3 separate regions of the Mus musculus genome follow, and all the other regions are linked to region 1. Evidence: chromatin contacts called from public promoter capture Hi-C data. All regions are on one chromosome and are shown on one strand. Each heading gives the region's core, a stretch centred on a gene start, on an enhancer-like site or on the middle of the called end of the contact. The rest is flanking DNA. Distances are from core to core; before and after follow the strand shown. Region 1 holds the start of Ankrd35 (ankyrin repeat domain 35). Region 2 has its middle 9.7 kb from the start of H2ac21. Region 3 has its middle 9.7 kb from the start of n-TNgtt4.

What was found. Promoter capture Hi-C pulls out the DNA fragments that hold promoters and counts their contacts.
Region 2: a contact with region 1 is called in a promoter capture Hi-C map of liver, with 4 times the contacts expected there. The contact joins the enhancer-like site here to the promoter of Ankrd35 in region 1. A contact is called at or near these places in 2 of 39 promoter capture datasets (both in liver) and 1 of 9 other capture datasets (adipose tissue).
Region 3: a promoter capture Hi-C map of hippocampal neurons shows a contact between it and region 1, with 2.4 times the contacts expected there. The contact joins the enhancer-like site here to the promoter of Ankrd35 in region 1. A contact is called at or near these places in 10 of 39 promoter capture datasets (the 3T3-L1 cell line, the C10 cell line, cranial neural crest and 5 more), 1 of 484 Hi-C or Micro-C datasets (liver) and 2 of 115 datasets of contacts at active chromatin or transcription factors (microglia and pancreatic cancer cells).

The regions. Positions count from the first base shown.
Region 1 is chr3:96,667,838-96,671,741 of GRCm38.p6, forward strand. Ankrd35 (ankyrin repeat domain 35) reads left to right here and starts at 2,294. Exons shown (of 14, transcript NM_001356538.1): 1 at 2,294-2,612. The coding sequence starts at 2,574.
Region 2 is chr3:96,208,261-96,212,164 of GRCm38.p6, forward strand. No RefSeq gene overlaps it. Among named protein-coding and RNA genes, the nearest start is that of H2ac21, 9.7 kb to the right of the region's middle. Within about 2 kb of position 1,916, at least 7 of the 459 cell types and tissues checked have an H3K27ac peak or open chromatin away from gene starts, as enhancers often do. A contact at or near this core is called in liver, where this site is marked.
Region 3 is chr3:96,310,408-96,314,311 of GRCm38.p6, forward strand. No RefSeq gene overlaps it. Among named protein-coding and RNA genes, the nearest start is that of n-TNgtt4, 9.7 kb to the right of the region's middle. Within about 2 kb of position 2,169, at least 15 of the 459 cell types and tissues checked have an H3K27ac peak or open chromatin away from gene starts, as enhancers often do. A contact at or near this core is called in hippocampal neurons, where this site is marked.

The DNA of each region.
Region 1 (3,904 bases), core at 1,044-3,543:
ACCACTACCCCGCCACCCCCTTCCTCTTTATCCATATGATTAAAAGAACACTTTGGAGCTGGCAAATAGCAGGTAAAGGTGCTTGCCACAATCCTGACAGACTGAGTCTGATCCATAGAACACAGGTGACCCCCCAGGGTATGTATGACGGAAGGAGTGAACCTCTTCCCTGTGTGTTGTCCTCTGGTCTTCACAACTGTGCCATGGCAACAACCCCCACAAACACATACACGCAGACATAAAGAAATGTAATAAATTTTTTGAAAGAAAACTTTTCCCCCTATTTCTGTCATTTCTTAACCGTTGGCTAAGATCAAGTGTATTATCTAAGTCCTCCAACAAGGACATATCTGCCTCCTCAATGTCCTAAGCTCAGGAGCAGGGCTCTTCCCGACTTTCTCGGTCTATTCTTCAGAATAGAAGTTCATTAGTCTTTTGAAGCAAAACCAGTGTAGAAGCAACTATAGAAACAATGGTTTCTTCTCCACACTAGACACTTCCTTTCTTGTTGCTTTTTGCTCACTCATGCATTTATACATTCACACATTTACTTACCAGACATTAAAGACCTACTATGAGCCAAGCTAGGGGACTAATTAAAAAAAAAAAAAAACCAAAAACACAACCACTGCCATCAGAGAGTCCCCACCTGATTGGAAAAACAAAGATGTAAACGGACAACAGGAAGGTGGGGGCCATCTAGGTGATGGTAAGAATGACCAGTAAGGCACACACCAAAATGCACACTGATAGGCAGGTTGTCAGAGTTTTAAGGGAAATTTTACAACAATGAAAAACACTTTACATGGATTAAGAAAGTACAAGGGGGGGGGGCTGGTGAGATGGCTCAGTGGGTAAGAGCACCCGACTGCTCTTCCAAAGGTCCGGAGTTCAAATCCCAGCAACCACATGGTAATGAGATCTGACTCCCTCTTCTGGAGTGTCTGAAGACAGCTACAGTGTACTTACATATAAATAAATCTTAAAAAAAAAAAAGTTGCAAAGGGCATTATGAATGAATGGTCTGCTACAACAGTTTAAACTTGGAAGTTTGCCAGAAAATACTGAGAGTGAAGGCAGGCTTCTGGTTTTGGTTTTTGAGACAGGATCTCTCTGTTATGTACCTCTGGCTGTCCTGGAACTTGCTATGTAGACCCACCACACAAGACTGGCCTCAATTTACAGAAATCTACCTGCCTCTGATTCCGGAGTGCTGAGATTAAAGGCGGATGCGTCACCACACCTTCTTCAGGCTTCTGTTTCAGAAGAACCTTGAAAACCATGTTAAGAACTTTGGGCCTAAGCCGGGCGGTGGTGGCACATGCCTGTAATAATAGCACTTGGGAGGCAGAGGCAGGCAGGTTTCTGAGTTCGAGGCCAGCCTGGTCTACAAAGTGAGTTCCAGGACAGCCACGGCTACACAGAGAAACCCTGTCTCGACCAAACAAAAAAAAAAAAAAAAGAAAGAAAGAAAAAAGAAAAGAACTTTGGGCCTATAGCATCTTGGGGGGGCGGGGGTGGGGGTGGGGTCTGCTGCTAAGCCTCACTACTTTAGTTCAAGCACCGGATTCACAAGGTGAATGGAGAAAGCCAACGCCGGTTGTCTTCTGACCTCCACAAGGGTGCCCACCCTTAGCGCATACTCATGCCTCAGTAAATGAATTAATGTAAAACACTTCTAAAAAGAATTTTGGGCTTTATTCCATAGGGTTCCATGAGTATTTGGGTGGGCTTGCTTGGTTTACAGGGAGGAGAAAGGAGAGATGGGAAGGCCAGACCAGTTGGCTGCAACTAATACTTGTCAAACAAGAATTACTAAGAAGTGAGTCTAAAGGATAAGGAAGGTCGGACTTTTTGTTTGTTTGTTTGTTTCTTGGAGTGGGGAAGCAGACAGTAAAAACTCTCCCCTTGCTGCTTTCTAAGATCTGCGTTAGTGATCGGCTTGATCCTTTGAGTTTTGTCCAACCTCTGGTTGCAGTGGGTCACAAATCACCCATTGGTGATCAAGTCTGCTTAGTGCATCACGTTTCCAAACTCTATAGAAGATCTTGGGGCGTTGGGAGGGAGGGGATGAAGCACACACAGGTCATGGCTATGACTAAGAGTCATTAACTGGTAAAAGAGGTTGGTGACATCGAAGCTTGTGGAGGTCCTTGAGAGGGGGCGGGGGCGGAACTGGGGGTGGAGCTCCAAGCAGAAAGACGGGGGACTTAGGGCCTGGAAGTCGCTGGTGCGGAGGCTGCGAGCATCCCTCTTGGATTCGGTAGGTAACTACAGGGGGCGGGCTTCGGCTGAAGGGCGGAACTTGAGAGCCAGCCAGGGTGGCCGCAAAAGACTGCGGGCTTTTTGCCTCTGCAGGGACGGGGTTAGGCAGGGCCAGAGGCGGGGTTTTAAGCCCAGCCTTCAGTTGAACGTCTACGATTGAGCGGGGTGGGATCTGGGGCGGGGCTTGGGGCGGGACCCAGTCTGCTTTTTGACAGCTGTCTTTCGGCACAGCCGTAGCCGAGTTGGGTTAGGAACTTGTGGCCCGGCTCTCTGCGCGTCCCCGTCCCCCCGTGGCCCTAGCCCCGGCCATGAAGCGCATCTTCTCCTGCTCCAGTTCACAAGTGGCGGTAGGTGCCAAATGTGTGGGAGAAGGGCTGTGGCTGGGATTCAAGCCCTGTGTTGACAGAAGTCCTGAGTCCCATCTCCATGGATGATCGCATTAACCCTGCCTGCATCAGTCTTTCCTGCGATGTTAGCAGTTCTGATAATGCGGTCGCCAGCCCTGGTAACTGAACTTATGGGTGTTATTAAAACCCTGTCCCTTAATCTTTTCCTTCCCAAGGTGCTTCCCCTTGGCTCCTTTTCCCAACATATTTGGCTTCCAGCTTCTGGTATGCTTTCTAAAGTTCTGTTCTCTTCCAATGACCCTGGTCTCTACTTCAGCTGCGGCTCCCAGTACCAACCCACCTCCAGACATCTGCCCGCCCCCACCCCAGCCTTTAAATCCGTTCCTACTTCTATCCCTAATTCCTGCCCTATAGCTTCACTTCCATCCTTGCCTTCTCACAACGTTCTCTCTCACATAGCTCCATTTTTACTCTTTGCTTTCTGCCCCTAACAGTATTTTCTGCCCCCAAAGTATTCTCACCCCAGTGCCTTCTTCCAACCCTTCTTCACAGCCTCCTTTACCAAACTTGCCTCTTCCACTCCATGACACTGCCTCTTCCACTCTCTCAAGCACCAATCCAAATCTCTTTCCAAGCGTCTGTCCAACATGGGGCCTCTGTTTTCTTAATTTCCAGTGACCTTTTCCTCAATATTACTTCCTCTACCTTTTGCCTGGACCTCCTGCCTGCTTACAGTGGCTTAACCTTGCAACCTAGCTAGCCAGACAAACGCTGTCAGAGGACAGACAAGTCTCCTGGCTGATCCCCAAGAGCCTGGGTGAGTTGCCTGCAGAATTTACCCTGGCCAGTTCTCTGTACTGTCTAGTCTTCAGACTGGTTCTTGGGACCAATCAAGTTCTGTCTGGTTCTCCCCCCATCCCACCCCACCCCCAATTATTCCTTTGTCTTGTTTAGCATTTGTGTTCATTTTCTTTGATTGAGTTAGGGGAATGAGATGGTGAAGGAGAAGACAGAGTGGATCACAATGAGAGAGTTCCTGACAAGGGTTACTCTCTTCTCCGTTCTCTCCCCTCTAGAGCAAAACAAAGATTTTGGAAGATGGTGGTTCAGGGAGGATACAGTTGTCCTTCTCTAAAGAGTTCTTCCGGAGTGGCCCTCTGTGGAGGGAATGGCGTCTTCTGAGGAGGTTGGGGGTATGAGTCCCTTGGTACTAATATTGCTTAGTTGACGCGTCATTCATTCATAAGCAGATGTGAGAAATGTTTGGTTATCTCACTGTGCCTGGCAGGCCA
Region 2 (3,904 bases), core at 666-3,165, 460 kb before region 1:
CCACTGACCTTTTGTCCCCCCACTCCCACCCCTTACACATCTCATTTTTTGAGACAGTCACACTGTGCAGTCCTGACTGTCCTGGAACTCAGTGTGTAGACCAGGCTGACCTTGAGCTCGTGGAGTCCCACCTCTCTTGCATTAGAAGTGCCAGGATTACAGGTCCCAGTCATCAATCCTTGTTTTTCACTGGCAACATTTTGCTAGAATTGTTTTGTATCTCTCATTGAATGTGTGTTTAATAATGACAAAATAATTACTTTTGCTGAATCACTTCAGTTAATTACAATTTAAAAAAAAATTATGTGTCTGAGTGTTTGCCTAGCTATATATAAGTGCACCATCTGCATGCCTGGTGCCTGAGGAGGCTTGCAGCAGTTGGAGGATCCCCTGAAACTGGAGTTACAGACTCTTGTGAGCTACCATGTGGGTGCTGGGAACTAAATCCAGGTCCTCTGCAAGAACAATACTAGCTCTTAATTATTGAGTCATCTCTCCAGCCTTTGGGTACAGAAGATTCGACCCTTAACTGCTATATAAACACTCACCTATCCTCTATTGTCCTACAATACCACTATACACTGAACATAGCAAAGGTTCATATACCCTGCCTGTCTACTGTGCAGCTGGTAATCCAGTTTACCCAGTCCTCTCTTTAGTTAGCATTTATCATGCTTCAACTGTGTCTTCCAAAGCCATGTTGTCCCTCAGTCCTTACTGCAGTGGCATTAAGAGGTGGGGCTTTAGGAGTGGTGAGGCTGTGAAGGTGCTGCTCTCAGAATCAATTAGTGCCTTAGAAAAGGGCTTGAGGAAGCAAAGTCACGCCTTCAGCCCTTTTGCAAAGTAAAGACATCTGGACAGTGTCATCTATGAGAAACTGACCTTCACCAGACACTAAGCTTGTCAGCAATTTGGTATTGGTCTAGAACTGGGAAAAAACAAACAAACATGTTCTTTATCAGCCAGTGATATTTTGGATGAAGACAGCATCCCATCCAACGCTGAATTTTTAGACACGGACTTACTTGGCTTCGAATTTCCATTTTGCAAAGCTCACTGTCTGCAGCGTGGAAAATGGATTATAAAAGATGAGCAAGGAAGCCAGGAAGCAGCTGGAGAGCAAAGTCGTGAGCAAGGATGACCTCAGGAGAGCGGGCTCAGGTCACTGCGGCCTCTTGCAGTGGCTGCCTTCCTTGCAGAGCGCCCCCTTCAGATTCAGCTGAGCTTCGCGTCACCACAAAAAGGAATTTCAGGATGTGCTAGTATGAAGGGGAGTTGGAGTCCAGAGGAAGGGCATTGGCAGAGATTTCCGAGTGGGAATCATCACGCAGGTGTGGACAGGAGCTCTAGAGTGTTTCACGCCCGTGTCCTTATGCATGCGGGACTTTGGTGTCTTCTGAGGTTAGATTCCACGGTTGCTAAGGAACTCGTAGGAGATCACAGAGTGGGGCCTAGGAAGTAATGAATAGGATCACGGCTGATCACATCTTCACAGTAGGATGCAGAGAAGTTAAGGTGTCTTTACTGCAAACAACGTTTTAAAATCTTATTTTAAAGAGTCTTGTCCAGAACCTTTTGGATTTTCAGATTTGTATCTGGGTAAGGAATAAGGTCACATTCAAAAGCCATACATATAGACATAGCATGCTTCATAACTATTTCAATATTCTTGTTTGAAACATCTGTACAGATGAGAACTGTGTGGAGGCAACTTCCCTCCCACAGTTTTGACTACTGGGCTGGAGTGCCTCACTCTCAGTGAGGGATTCCTTTTCTTTCTTAGGTTCCCTGAATTGTTCCTGTTTATCTGTCCCGTCTCAACCTGAGCTAAGGAGGTGGCAGAGGCAGGCAGACACTCTGGTATAAGGCATGGCAAAAGGCAAGCAGGCAAGGCTGGGGCGGTAGATCACGAGACGGAAGTGTAACAACAATTTCTGTTTGTACACCCGAGGTTATACAAACAGTACAGACGATCCCTGTATATCCCTTACCCTGCCATTCGTCCATCTTTCTCTTCTCGTGGCTTTATTTCTCTGGAGGTTCCTAGTGTTCTCCCAATACATTAAAAACGGCCAGACATTGTCTTACATAACAATCTGAATAATCAGAAAGTGTTCCATGACCCTGACCCAAACTTGCCAGCTGCTGTCTTTTCATCTTCACTAATCTGGGCTAGCCCCTCAGTTTAGTCCTTCAGAGCTCTGGGCTAGCCCCTTAGTTTAGTCCCTTTGAGTTCTGGGCTAGCCCCTCATTTTAGCCTCCCAGAGCTCTGGGCTAGCCCCTTAGTTTAGTCCCCTTGAGTTCTGGGCTAGCCCCCCATTTTAGTCTCCCAGAGCTCTGGGCTAGCCCCTTAGTTTAGTCCCCTTGAGTTCTGGGCTAGCCCCTCAGTTTAGTCCTTTAGAGCTCTGGGCTAGCCCCTTAGTTTAGTCCCTTGAGTTCTGGGCTAGCCCCTTAGTTTAGTCCCCTTGAGTTCTGGGCTAGCCCCTCAGTTTAGTCTTCCAGAGCTTTGCCTTTTTCTCTTTGGAGATGGAGGTTTGGGGTGCTGCTCAGGCGGGTATCAAACTCCTGAGCTCAGGACAACCCTCCTGTCTCAGCCTTCTCTGCAGCTGGGACTGTCAGTGGGAGCTGGGACCCAGGCCTTATGTTGCCATCTGTAGTCTGTGACTTCCTTACTCATTTTAAGCTAGGATTCTTGTTTTGTGCTGTAGAATAGAATTCTAGGACCAATCAGTATGAAATAAAAGTTGAAGTTTATTAAGGAAAGTTCTTGTGTGTGTGTGTGTGTGTGTGTGTGTGTGTTTGTAGTTTGTTTTTTTAAAAGTATATATGGGGCTAGTGAGATGGCTCAGCAGGTAAGGGCACTGACTGCTCTTCCGAAGGTCCTGAGTTCAAATCCCAGCAACCACATGGTGGCTCACAACCACCCATAATGAGATCTGACACTCTCTTCTGGTGTGTCTGAAGTCAGCTACAGTGAACTTATGTATAATAATAAATACATCTTTTTAAAAAAGGTGTGTGTGTGTGTGTGTGTGTGTAAAATGTGACATGGTTGTGCACCTATAATGCCAGTATTGGGTAGGTAGAGGCAGGTAGATCTCAGTTTAAGACAAACCAGCCTGTTCTATGTTACAAATCCCAGGCCGTCCAGGACTATATAGTAGGAGACCTTGCTCCCCCACCCGGACCCCCAGTGGGTTTATGTTGTTGCAGTGATTGATTTTTCTCTGTGTAACCCTGGCTGTCCTGGAACTTGCTATGTATACAAGGCTAGCTTCGAACAGAAATCTGCCTGCCTCTTTCTCCTGAGTGCAGAAATTAAAGGTGAGAGACCTTGTCTTAAAAAAAAAAAAAAACTTAGCTGAACTAAACATTGCATCCATCCTGACCAGGCACAGACTATTTTCTTTTCCAAGCAACACAATATAACAACTATTTCCATGACACTTACATAGTATTAAACATTATAAGTAATTTAGACTTGAAGTAAACAGATTACATTTAAATATAAGAACTTGATCTAGTGACATAGGCCTAGAATCCCAGATACTCAAGAGGTTGAGGCAGGAGGATCTCAAATTCAAGGTTTGCCTGGGTCACATAGTGAGTGCAAGCCCAGCCTGGGAACTAAGTGAGTCCCTGTCTCAAAAATAAAAAGAGTTAGCAATATAGCTCAGTGTTAAAGTGCTTGCATAGTTGCTGTGTGACAGAATTTTTCCTGGTGTCTTAATTAGGGTTACCATTGCTGTGATAAAAACACCATGACCAAACAATTTGGGGAGGAAAGGGTTTTTTTGTTTGTTTGTTTGTTTTTGTTTTTGTTTTGTTTTGTTTTGTTTTTCTGCTTACACTTCCACATCACAGTTCAGTATCAAAGGAAGTCAGGACAGGAACTCAAGCAGGG
Region 3 (3,904 bases), core at 919-3,418, 360 kb before region 1:
TAAGACACAAACATCTTGAGTGCTGCGCAGGTGTACCAGGATACAGGTGAATCCAATTTGGTGGAGATTTGCCCCTGCTGCCCTGATTAGCTGAAGCCTCGTGACTGGCGAGGGGGCGTGGCCTGCGGTGCGTGGATGAGAGAGAGTATAAAAGGAGTGAGAGGCCCAGGGTTCGGGGGAGATATAAACAAGGGAGATATAAACAAGAAGAAACAGGACTGAATAAACGTGTGCAGAAAGATCCTGTTGCAGCGTCGTTCTTCCTGGCCAGTTGAGCGCGCGCAAGATAATGTTGCAAAGACTGGATTCAGGAAGCCAGTTTTTGGGTGGATATAAGAAACAGTGTCTGGAGGAGTGCTGTGATGACAAGGTGGAGAGTCTGTAGAGGAGTCCAATAAATCTAACAACTAGACAGAAATTAGAGTTTTTAATATATGGAAACATCCAGAAACTGAGTCTTCAAGCCAAAATTCGATGGTGTCTGTCTTGATTCTGCCCCTATATTGTCTTTAATGTTAATTCCTCTTATTTCTTCCATAATTAGACTTTTACCTCGGTCACCCACAGACTGATTATCTCATAAACCGGAGACAAACACCGAAGCAACCATTCGAAGTTAAAAATTAAAGACTGGGGATGAGAAATAAGAGGCTGGTGAGTAAGAGCCTGGAAGAGCAGTTTTCCGAGTGGAACAAGGTCAGGAGAATCAGACGCTTATGGTTTTCTCTAGTACAGTTCTTGTAGAAAAGCATTTGTTTTGCATGTGTTAGCTACTTTTAGATCATAGGAAAGCACATTAATTGTTAAATTAGATCCTGCTGCCCTTCAAAACTAGATGCATGGGGAGCATTGGTGGTTCAGTGGTAGAATTCTCGCCTCCCACATGGGGGACTTGGGCTCAATTCCCAGCCAATGCAAGATCTCCCTTTTCAAAATTTCTTAAGCTTCTAATTAGTAGCACTGTGTCTGGAACTTACGAAACTGTCCATTAGATTTGCTCTCGGACCAGACCAAATGGTGTACATGTGTAGAACTTGATTTAGACACCTCAAATGATCAAAGAAATTCCATTGGCTAGAAGGTTCATGATTCCAGCTGGACCTTGGGCTGGCCAATGGGAGAGCGGCTACAGGAGGAATGTCCTGGGCAGATCCAGAGCCCTGGAAACCCAGACAAGAGGTCGAGGGTGGGGGTTGGGGAGGAGGCATACCCTGGACATAAGAAGCCACTCACCACGGTTAGCATCTGTACTCTCCAGCCCTTTGGAGTTTGAAGAAGGAAATAGTCTATATTCCTAGCAATACCTGCCAACAGAGTTGACCCGAGAACTATACTCTTAATGAGAAAAAAAATGGATTTTGAATTTTGTTTATACTTCTTAGAACTTGGGGAGGCTTCATGAAAAGTGAACAACAGAAATAAGGTTCTGGGTGAAACGACTCAGTAGGGTGGAGGAGCTTGTCACCAAATGTTGACGATCTGAGTTCAGTCCTGGGAACTCCACAGTGGAAGGCAAAACCTGACCTCTGCCCTTCCCTCACCTGCCTTTAAACAAATAGGCACAAGCATATACAAACAACAAATAAGATAAAAAAGCTTTCTTATTTAAACAAACAAACAAACAAAGTAATGTGAATGAAATAAACCCTCCTGGACCGGCTCCTAATCCCAGCCTTCATCACAGCAACTGAAAGCAAACTAACAGGAAATCCAACCTCAAGGCAATACAGTAAAATTCAGCTTTTAAGATAAAGAAAACAGCCTCCAGTCCTCTGGGCAATGCCGGGAAGTTACAAAAGAATTTCCTGCACCAGGTCAAGGCCATAAAGGAAAGGCATCCACTTTAGTTTCTCTGTCTCTAGTTTGGAACAGCATTTTCAGACATTATGCAGAGATTGCAAGCCAGGGATATTATACCCGACTGGCCTCTTGCAGGTTCCAGGGCAGAGAGCCCTAGAACTCTGACACTTCACACTAAGCCACAGAGGCACGGTTGCCACAATCTGACCCAGACCTTGGACAGCACCCTTGCCAGCCAAGGCAGAAGTTGCTCTTCCCTGCCTGCTGTGGGAAGCCCTTGTTTTTTGAGCAGTTTCTTGCCTGCCTGTCTAGTTCCTTGGAAACGCCCCACTTGCCTCGTGTTCCTAGGATACAACCAGTGAGCTGTAGTGTAAAGCTGGCTCCTGCAGGACAGACACGCTTGTGCTACCTACTCCATCCTGATGTCATCTGTGGGACTGTGGGTGTTAGGAGAATCTGGCGCTGTGGGTATAGATTCCCTCACTGCGTTTGAGTTCACTGTCTCTGTACTAGAACATTTAATGCACATATGACCAGTGCTGCCTCCTCAGGGTTGCTTGACTACATGATGGGCTTGCTCCCCACAGTGAATGGTGGTTTCTCAGGAGACTCTGGCCAGCTTGAGTGTGGTAAGCATGACTCAGGCAGGCCTTGTCTTTCTCCCCCACTCTCTCCGCCTTGCTAAAAATCATTAGATTACATTCCTGAAGCTGGCCACCATGGTCTATTCCCTTATTTGGCCACTTCCTCCCCCTGAGGCTGACTACCAAGGCCTGCTATCAAAGTACTGAAGTCCAGCAATCAAAAGCCCTCTTTGGCTCACCTAATTCATATGCCCAATCAAAATTAAACATCCCATCGTAGGGGTTTCCTCTTGTGCCTTTATAAACTGCCATTTGCCTATGTGCCACATCTGTCTCCTCTCTATCCAGAGGCAGTCCTGTGTCCCAGTCCAGGACAAATATCCCTGCCCCCTCTACTTTGTTCTCTTCCCTTCTCCCTCCTCCTCTGTCTCCTGTCTTATTTCCTGCTTCCCTGTCTCCTCCGTGCTGAGAACATAGTCTTGGGGGTCCCAAGCCATTACTTTTCCTTTCAGTTTTGCTTAAAAGGGCAGGAATCCGTGGTGTGTCCTAAAGAACAGGCACCATGAAGCTAAAATCAGCCTCCTCGGAAACCAGAAGTGCCCAGTTGCTGTTGAGCAGAAATCCTGTCTCTTAGGCCTTACTTCCAAGGAGCATGGTCGCAGGTGGGCAGCTCTTGTGCGCGCTTGACTGGCCAGGAAGAACGACGCTGCAACAGGATTTTTCTGCACACGTTTATTGGGAGAGCTTGATTGTAGAGGCGAAAAGACTTTGAGCCCAGAACTGGTGCTGCTTTTATAGGCCTAGGAGGGGCGTGTCTCACACCCGGATTGGTTATGCACTAAGCCTCATTTGCATGTTCCTCATCTGATTGGCTACTCTCTCTCAGTACCTTACAGAACCTCATTATCATACCTCATTTGTATGTCTCACATCTGATTGGTTATACTCTCAGTACCTTACAGAACCTCATTATCATGTCTGGGCCAGGCAGTGTTTTTGCAAAAAACTTTACTGCATATGTACACATTGGTTGTTTGTCCAATCTTATGCGTGGTGGCCAGCAGTAGTCAGTGCCACTCTGCAACGGCACATGTGGCTTCCCACATCTCCCCCTGTTTGTTTTAATAAAATGAGGCTGGACTAGGCCTGTGTAATTATGCTCATCTGCCGTGGCTCCTGTTTTAGGTCGTTTTTCTAATGTCACAGCCTTACCCGTCATAGGGTAACCCTATCACCACCGGGCCCCATGTCTTAGGTTGGACTGTGTATGAGGAAAGTTGCCCGTCTCTGGATATCGCAGTGCTGTGTGACAATAACTGCTAAATGACCTAGGGCGAACTCTGCAAAAGAGGCCAGCCAAAAAATGAATTAGTGGGGTAATCATGATCACCCTATTGATGAGCAAGGGCTGATCAATGATCGTTGAGTCTCTCTCATCTAATCTCATGTTGACTAATTCTTGAGCATAGATAACCAAATTTTAGGGGAGGAGCCGTTTTTAATAGCTAAAAGTGCCTGAG